2 separate regions of the Mus musculus genome follow, and region 2 is linked to region 1. The links are chromatin contacts, called in public Hi-C maps. All regions are on one chromosome and are shown on one strand. The core of a region is the stretch at or near the end of the contact, and the rest is flanking DNA. Distances in the headings are between cores, read along the strand shown. Region 1 overlaps Kif21a (kinesin family member 21A). Region 2 holds the start of Lrrk2 (leucine-rich repeat kinase 2).

Evidence for each region. A called contact is a pair of places that touch in the nucleus more often than the background predicts.
Region 2: a Hi-C map of embryonic fibroblasts shows a contact between it and region 1, with 4 times the contacts expected there. The contact joins the promoter of Lrrk2 here to the enhancer-like site in region 1. A contact is called at or near these places in 4 of 39 promoter capture datasets (the 3T3-L1 cell line, 3T3-L1-derived adipocytes, frontonasal cranial neural crest and 1 more), 1 of 484 Hi-C or Micro-C datasets (embryonic fibroblasts) and 1 of 9 other capture datasets (embryonic stem cells).

What each region holds. Positions count from the first base shown.
Region 1 is chr15:90,991,162-90,995,075 of GRCm38.p6, forward strand. It overlaps Kif21a (kinesin family member 21A), which reads right to left. Exons shown (of 37, transcript NM_001109040.2): 5 at 3,180-3,314; 6 at 2,540-2,707; 7 at 549-664. Among named protein-coding and RNA genes, the nearest start is that of Gm52216, 35 kb to the right of the region's middle. Within about 2 kb of position 1,465, at least 60 of the 459 cell types and tissues checked have an H3K27ac peak or open chromatin away from gene starts, as enhancers often do. A contact at or near this core is called in embryonic fibroblasts, where this site is marked.
Region 2 is chr15:91,671,122-91,674,926 of GRCm38.p6, forward strand. Lrrk2 (leucine-rich repeat kinase 2) reads left to right here and starts at 2,103. Exons shown (of 51, transcript NM_025730.3): 1 at 2,103-2,316; 2 at 2,499-2,584. The coding sequence starts at 2,160.

The DNA.
Region 1 (3,914 bases), core at 215-2,714:
ATGAAGTCCTCCAGTGCAAAGGGTTAGAGGGTAAGAGAGCACAGAATCCAACAGCTCGTCAGCAAACGCCCTGCATTTTATCCAACTGACATTTTCTGACAACTTTTCCAGCATAACAAAACAAGTTCCGACCTTAGACTTTGTGAGAAACTGTCAATAATATTTAAACGACTTTGTGGTAATTTAGAAGGTTTCATTTATTACCAACAAAATTCTTGTGGCCTCTCCTGTATGCAAATGAGAAGCTACACTACTGTAGAACAAGCATGTATTGCTGATTTCCTTTAAAACTTATACGGTGTTCAATAAATCACCAAACTTTCCCAACTTTAACTCGTCAATAAAATAGTAATATCAGCACTACCCAAAGAATATTATAAGTACTACCAGAATTATTATGTATAAAATGATTTACACATTTTAGGTATCTGTCACTTTTTTGCCCTATTCATTTGCTTTAAAATAAAAGCAGTTCTTATAAATCATCTTACAGATAACACCTTAAAAATTGTATGCAATCTAAACCTAGAACACGGATGAACACATACCTGTTACCCCCAAGGGAATCCTGCAAGAGTCTTGTCAGCTTAGAGTCTCTGTAAGGGACATGGGTGGCTCTCTTGCTCTTGTCCCCCAAGGCGCTGATTACATTCCCAAGAGCCAACTGACAGAGAAAAGGAGAGAGGGGAAAATCATATGCTTATTAACTAGAGCGCTTTTAACTAATAAGGACAGCCTGTAGGAAACAAGATAAAAATTAAGAACCCCGTGTTTGGATTTAATTCACATTTGTATTTCCAAATACAAGTAAGCTCAGTAACACATGTGTTACTCATAGCCCTTAGAGTCCAGAGATTTTCCCTTAAAACAGAAATGTTTAAAGACTGACTAAGTCTGACCATGCCTGGAGCTCAGGTTACATCTTCAGGGAACTACTCATTCGTATTATGAGTTTTTCTCAATTTAAATCAAACGTTTAGCAAGTCCCCAGCTCCTTGAAAGTTTCCTGCTATAATACAAATGGTCTATGTGGCTAATACTTCTCATAGCCACAAGGAAAATATTAGTGTCATTTCCCTGAGCAAGGATTCACTACACAAGTAATACTTTAGAAATATATATATATATATATATATATATATATATATATATATATATATGACATGATATGTGTTCAATATCCAACGTTATAAAAGGTAAATCATTAATATCTCTATAGCTATACTTTCCTGCCGTGAACGGGCTGGACTCCACGAGGAACGCATTCCCCACACTAATCATATCAGCTTTCAGTCACGAGACAACCAGAAACACGGACTGTCAGGGCCAAGTCACCATCCAGCAAGTGGCATGAGTCATACTGTATCTCGGCCTCTTTTTCCAGAATCTACGGAATTCAGTACTGGCCACACCAAAGTTCAACAGCCTCGACGGGAAATTGAGCAATGGATTTTGTCCCTTTCGGGACACGTGTCCTAATCCATCCGAGACAACATTCAAAGTGTAGGGCTCAGGCCTGACTACGAGGGAGCCTGTCCATGAGGGCCTTGATATTGGGAGATTAGGGTCTCTCTAATAAGCTTCACTGGACAGTTCCTAACAGAAATGTAATCATACTGGGATCAATGGGCACTGGTTAAAAACAAACAAACAAAACCCCTAAAGTTTGGAGGTCCCACTGCAGGACAAGAAGGGTCCAAGTAGAAGCATATGACCAGGTGTCACCATTACAGGAATTTAGCAGTGCTGTTCCTTACACGGGAACAGATGTCTAATACTATAATGAGGAGAGCAAGAAGGAAAGGCATGCAAAAGAGTGTTCTAAAATATTTTCTTGCACATAATGAAACCTTCTGCTAACTCAACCACAAGGCGTTTGCCTATCAAAATACCACTAGGTGGCAGAGCATTAAAGTTAATTCCTAATACAAACTATTTTGTAAAAAAAAAAAAAAAATGGATAAATCTCTGGACTCTGGACAAAATTCCAACAAAATAGATCAGACTCTGAGATACAAAGACATAATAAAAATAAACTGTTAAAAAGCTTTCCAATGATCCACACAGTCAATAAAACCAGTGTCACAAAATGTCAACCAAGGTGACCTTTGTGTCTTGTCCAAGGAAATACTTAACTTTAAGGGCTTGCTTTGAATGTATGTTTTCAAGTGTGGAAAGAAGTTTAAAAACATTGTTCCCATCTGTCAGCTTTTGCACATACTAGAAAGGTTGAGCGAGCCAAACTAAGACATAAGAAAGCCCGCGACGTGGGGGTGGGATAACAGACAGTGTGGTCAGAAGGTCAATGTATTACTGTTGCTTTAGCCTTCAAGACAGTGAGGATTTCCATGAGATATATTGTGAATACAGTAGAGAAAAGGAAGCTGGCCCTGATAATGTATGTCTATAACTCCAGGATGGCAAAGTCTGAGGCAGGAGAATCATTGTGAGGCGAGCCTGCACTACTTAATGATCACCAAACCAACCAAGCTAAACAGAGAGGGACAGCAGAGAGGGCACGTGTCTCTTGTGGTCTTACAAGCCCGCAGTTGATGGAAATGCCCTCTTTTGCTCTCTCGCCTGTAGCTCCGGTTCTCTTCAGTCTTTCCGATCCCGCCAGATCAACAAAGTGAAACTTCGCCGTCAGCGTCTCAAACTCATTCATTGGCGACGATTCGGAGATCAGCTTATTATCAGTTGCGTTCTCCTGGGATGGCGGAAGATAATCGAAGATTCCTCATTAATGTGACATCAAACACCCTGTAACCTTGTCCACATCTGCCCCCTTGCACAGCTGGAGAAACAGTGGCATAGCCATGCAAGCATAAATGAAAACATCAGAGAAAAAGTTTGGACAGCAATCTCCAGCTGTACTGAACTAAGGCTCTGCTGATGAAGGAAAATAGACAAAACAGCCCTAACCACAAAGAGCCTAGAGGATGACCCCTCCACTTGGTCATAACAAACAGATATTCAGTATTTTTGTTTGTTTTCCAAAGTCTTACACAATTGGTCAGCTTCCTTTAAATAAATAACAACAACAACAACAAAAGGAAACTAAGAGGAAGAAAAAAAATCAAATAAAATCAAATAAAACTGGATCAAACGCCTCTCCAGAGGTGCATAGGATGTACTGATCTAAAGGCAAAATGTTTAAGAAACAAGAAAAATGAACTCACAGCATCTGTTTGGGGACACACTCTGGTTTGACACACGTGAATGGTAAAGATGGCGTGTGAACGAGAGCTCTGTACGTTCATCTGGGTGCTGGCCGTGGTGCGCGAGAGAGCGCCCAGCTTCAGACACTGCATCATCTGCAACGGGGAAGAGAAGCTTCACTTGACACACAGGCACCAGCCAACCTTCTGGCTGAGCTGCCGGCTAAAACCCACTGTGCTGACGGACATAAAGGAAGATCTCTCATCCTATCTTTTTGTTATAGGCCCATCTCAGCTGAACTTCTCAGTACAATGGTGCACTCTCCTTTTTTTTTTTTTTTTTTTTGACTAGGAGAAAACACTAAGTCCCATTGTCCGTCCTATGCTGACATTTACAGCTTCCACTCCAAACTGTTACAGTAGAAGGCTTTGGGACGACGGACTCCACAGTAATCCGAATCAGTTAGGCGTCCCTGTTTGAGTTTTTTCTTCTCATTTTTTTTAAGATTATTATTTTTTTCTTAAATGCGTCCCTATAAAAGCCAAGACACAATCCTAAACCTCACGAGCAAAGAACGAATGGATTACAACCTCGTACTTCAGCACAGTTTAGCCCTCTGTAGCTCTGGCATGTGAGCTGTACACACACTGCACCCAACTTCAGACATCATCTGCCAAGGATGACGGCCTCTCTCGGTGTTGTTATGGTAAAGAATTAGCAAGACACAAACGTTATGCTAAGGAGTTAGCAACAGT
Region 2 (3,805 bases), core at 853-3,352, 680 kb after region 1:
TATCCAGTGCCTCCTAATTATTTTTTATTTGCTTTTTAACCCATCTGTAATTTGTTTTGGTGTTTGCTGTGGTTGGCCATGTCAGTTTTATTTCTTTCTTCCTCAGAAGTTAGGTAAACATTGAGTGTTATTTTACTATTCTTTGACTACTTAGTTATGAACTTCTGTCTGCAGCCATCATCTTCATTCTCGTTAACTGGGAAGTTAATGAGTCTTGGAAATTTAGTCAATCAATTCATCACATTTAAAACTCAAGGACACTTTGCCCTAAGGTGTACTGGCTTCTGGCAAATGTTTCCAGCAGAGAGCTCAAAGTACACCCTGTTTGGTGCCCTGCTGAGTATGGAGTCCTACAGGTGGATGATAGTCCTACAAGGGGACTTTGGAAACACGGTGTCACTTAGAATTTTCTTTTGAAGGGACATAAGTCTCAATTTCTGGCAAGGTTTTTGGTGTGTGTGTGTGTGTGTGTGTGTGTGTGTGTGTGTGTGTGTGTGTGTTTTAACAAGAAGTAAATAAAATACGGGGGAAAAAAGAAAAGAAAATCTGAGGTCCTCATGTCATGAAAGCGCATAGAAGAGGTAATATAGGTCTCATATATGTCATCAGCTGAGAGTTTTGTCATTATGGAAAATTACACACAGAGAGGAGCAATGCCCCAGGAATTCATCTCTTACCTTCCACAATTCCCAGTTCATTTCATGTCTAATTCTTCCCGTTTTGACCCCACCCTTCAATCGTGGGTTACTTGGAAGCAAATCCTAACTATTCTAGCCTTGCAAATATTAGCACTTTACTACCACGCAAAGGTGAAAACCCTTGGCAACAAGAAGCACTCAGTGAGTACCCAAGCTGATGGAAACTTGCTTTCTTGTTCTGCTGAAAGTGCAGAGTGTGGACAAACTTTCAGCCTGACCTTCAGTTGTGTCTTGGCTCTCAACCCGCCTCTCAAACCCCTCCACCTCTTACCCATCCCAAAGACATTTCCTCAGACAGGAAAGAACTCCTCATCCGTTTGTGAATTGTTATCAGAATGTTAACGAACTAGAAGCCAGGAAATAAATTAACTGCTCTAATTCTCCTTCGGGGTAAATAACCTTGAGGTTGGGTCATCTGAGACCATAGAACATCCAAGCCTTGACTACAGCACTGTACCAGAGACTTCTCTTCTTGAAAAACCTTACTACGTGAGCATTTTCTTTTGCTTTCTTCTTGGGATGCAACATCTTCTTCACAGGGATGCTTTAGCACTGTGCCTTGCAGATCTGTCCCCTTCTCCCCCGCCCCCTCCCCTTTCTTCTCCTGCTTCAACTCTTCATTTACCTCTTCTCCTTCCCCCTCCCCCTCTCCCCCTGCTCTCTCCCTCTCTCTTCTTCCTCTACTTCTTCCTCCCTCTCCTTTTCCCTTCCCTTTCTCCCCTCCCCCCATTCCTTCTTTCTAGGTAGGCTCTTATAGCCCAGGCTGGCCTTGAACTTGTATGAAGCAAGGATGGCCTCCGATTTCTTTGGTTCTTGTCTTCACCTCCCAGGTGCTGGAATTAGCAGTTGCCCCGGCTTTCAGAATACCCCTTTTAACTTTAGAGGCCCGGGCAGCAGTACTAATAACTAGTTCAGACCAAGAATGCCGTTTAAAGACTGTTTCTTCCAACCTTAGCTTCACTGACTCTGCTGTGAGTTCCATCCTTGAGAGCTGAATCAGAGCTCCCAGATCCTGCCTGCAAACTCAAAACAGAGAGAGGCCTTTTGGCAACCACAACCAGAGCTCAGGATAACCAACAAGCAAACAACTCCTAAAGCCCATGTAGCTGGCCGATTTTGATTGTTAAACGCTGCATTCTTTGGGGAGCAAATTACTCCTCTCCCTATAGGGGGAACTCTTAAAAGAAACCGCTTTCCTGAAAGGGGCCAACTGGGCGGTGTCCTCCTTTCCCAACGCCCCTTTGCTATTCTTAGTGGCGGGGTGGCGGCTTTCGCTTTTCCCCGGCGGAGTTCCCAGCGGCGCGATGCGGCTGGGCAGGCCGGGCTGAGACTGGGCAGGGGCGGTCGCCGTCACCGTCTGGGCGCGGCTGGGGACCGAGGGCTGGGCCTGCAGCGGAGGCGGCCGAGCAGCTCTGAGAGCAGGAGCCGTCCCAGCTCGCCGCAGTCCCCGCCGGCTGCACCATGGCCAGTGGCGCCTGTCAGGGCTGCGAAGAGGAAGAGGAGGAGGAGGCTCTGAAGAAGTTGATAGTCAGGCTGAATAATGTCCAGGAAGGCAAGCAGATCGAGACGTTGCTTCAGCTCCTGGAGGACATGCTGGTGTTCACCTACTCGGACCGCGGTAATGCCTGCAGCCCCTCCCTCCTCTGCAAACTTTATCCTGCACTTGAGTCTTAATCTTGGGCACCCCACTCCTTTCCTTCAGGGAGGAAGGAGCTGAGATCCCTGGAAGATTGAAAGGATGCCAGGATGCCGTGGTTTGTGACTTTGTTTTCATCCCCCATTTGCCCCCTTCTTTTCCAGCCTCCAAGTTATTTGAAGATAAAAATTTCCACGTGCCTCTGTTGATTGTCCTGGACTCCTACATGAGAGTTGCCAGTGTACAGCAGGTAAGCGGGCCTTCCCATCTGTTCCTGAAGACTGTTCTGTGATAGGCCTTATGTCCCGGGGTCTTGAGATTTGCTTTAAGAGGGGAAATCTTGTCAAATGTTGGCAGAGGAGAAGCACCTTTGACATTATCTGGGTGGTGGTAGCAGCAAAATGAAAACAGGGCTCTTATTGGCAAGGTGAGTCCGTTAACCTTTCAAACTATTCTAAGAATGCTCCTTAATATACAGCGAGTTTCTGGTAGAGCAGTGCAGTGAATATTTCCAGCAAGGGAGGGTAATTAAAAAAACAGTAATAAAACAGTCAAGTCTAGGGTCAGTTTGCTTTTATACTTTTAAATTAGAAGACACATTTCAAGGATTCTTCCTGCAGTGTATATCACCCAGTATCTAAAGAAAGTGATGTTTCCCGAATGCCCCCTCGCCTGCCGTGTTTACATTTCTACTTTGCGGCTGTTATCATACAAAGTGGATACAAAAGTAGAACTTCTGTCTGGATCTGTGTCACAGGAAGTCCAGAAGTAGGCTATGTAATTAACTGTGATTTTAAAGCAGACTCGGATAAGTAAGAATGGCTTTCAGTCAGGACAGAATTACTTCTGAAGGTGCTAACTTCCTTTAGAGGTTTGCGATCTGGGGAACTGAAATCAGTTTTGTCATCCAAATACTGAGAGTTATTTGTCGGGGAACTCTGGAGGCACGGGAAGAATAGAATACTCCTTCATAGTCATTCTAGAGACTAAACTTTTCTTAGTCTCCAAGTTCTCTCTCTCTCTCTCTCTCTCTCTCTCTCTCTCTCTCTCTCTCTCTCTCTCCTCCTCCTCCTCCTCCTCCTCTCCTGCCTCCTCCTCTTTCTCCCTCTGTTCCCACCCTGTCAAGTTCTCACAGTATAACCCAGACTACTTAGAACTTGCCATTTTCCTGCCTCTGGCTCCCCAGTGCTATAATTATAGGTATATGTCACCATACCTGGCTCTAATTTTCTTTTAGAAAAGCATACTTTTATCTGCAGTAAATATTTTTATTTTTCCAATTGTGAAACTTTCCTATCTGACTAGTCATTTTCAGGTTGTTATCAGACAAAAATCAAGAGGAAGATGGAGGTATGATAAAGATACTGTACTTTTTAGCACCAAGAGTCTGAATTTTACCCACGGAATATGAATCATTTTGAAGGTGCTTTCTGTTCTCCACCTACATCACCCTTCTTGCTTTATATTCAAA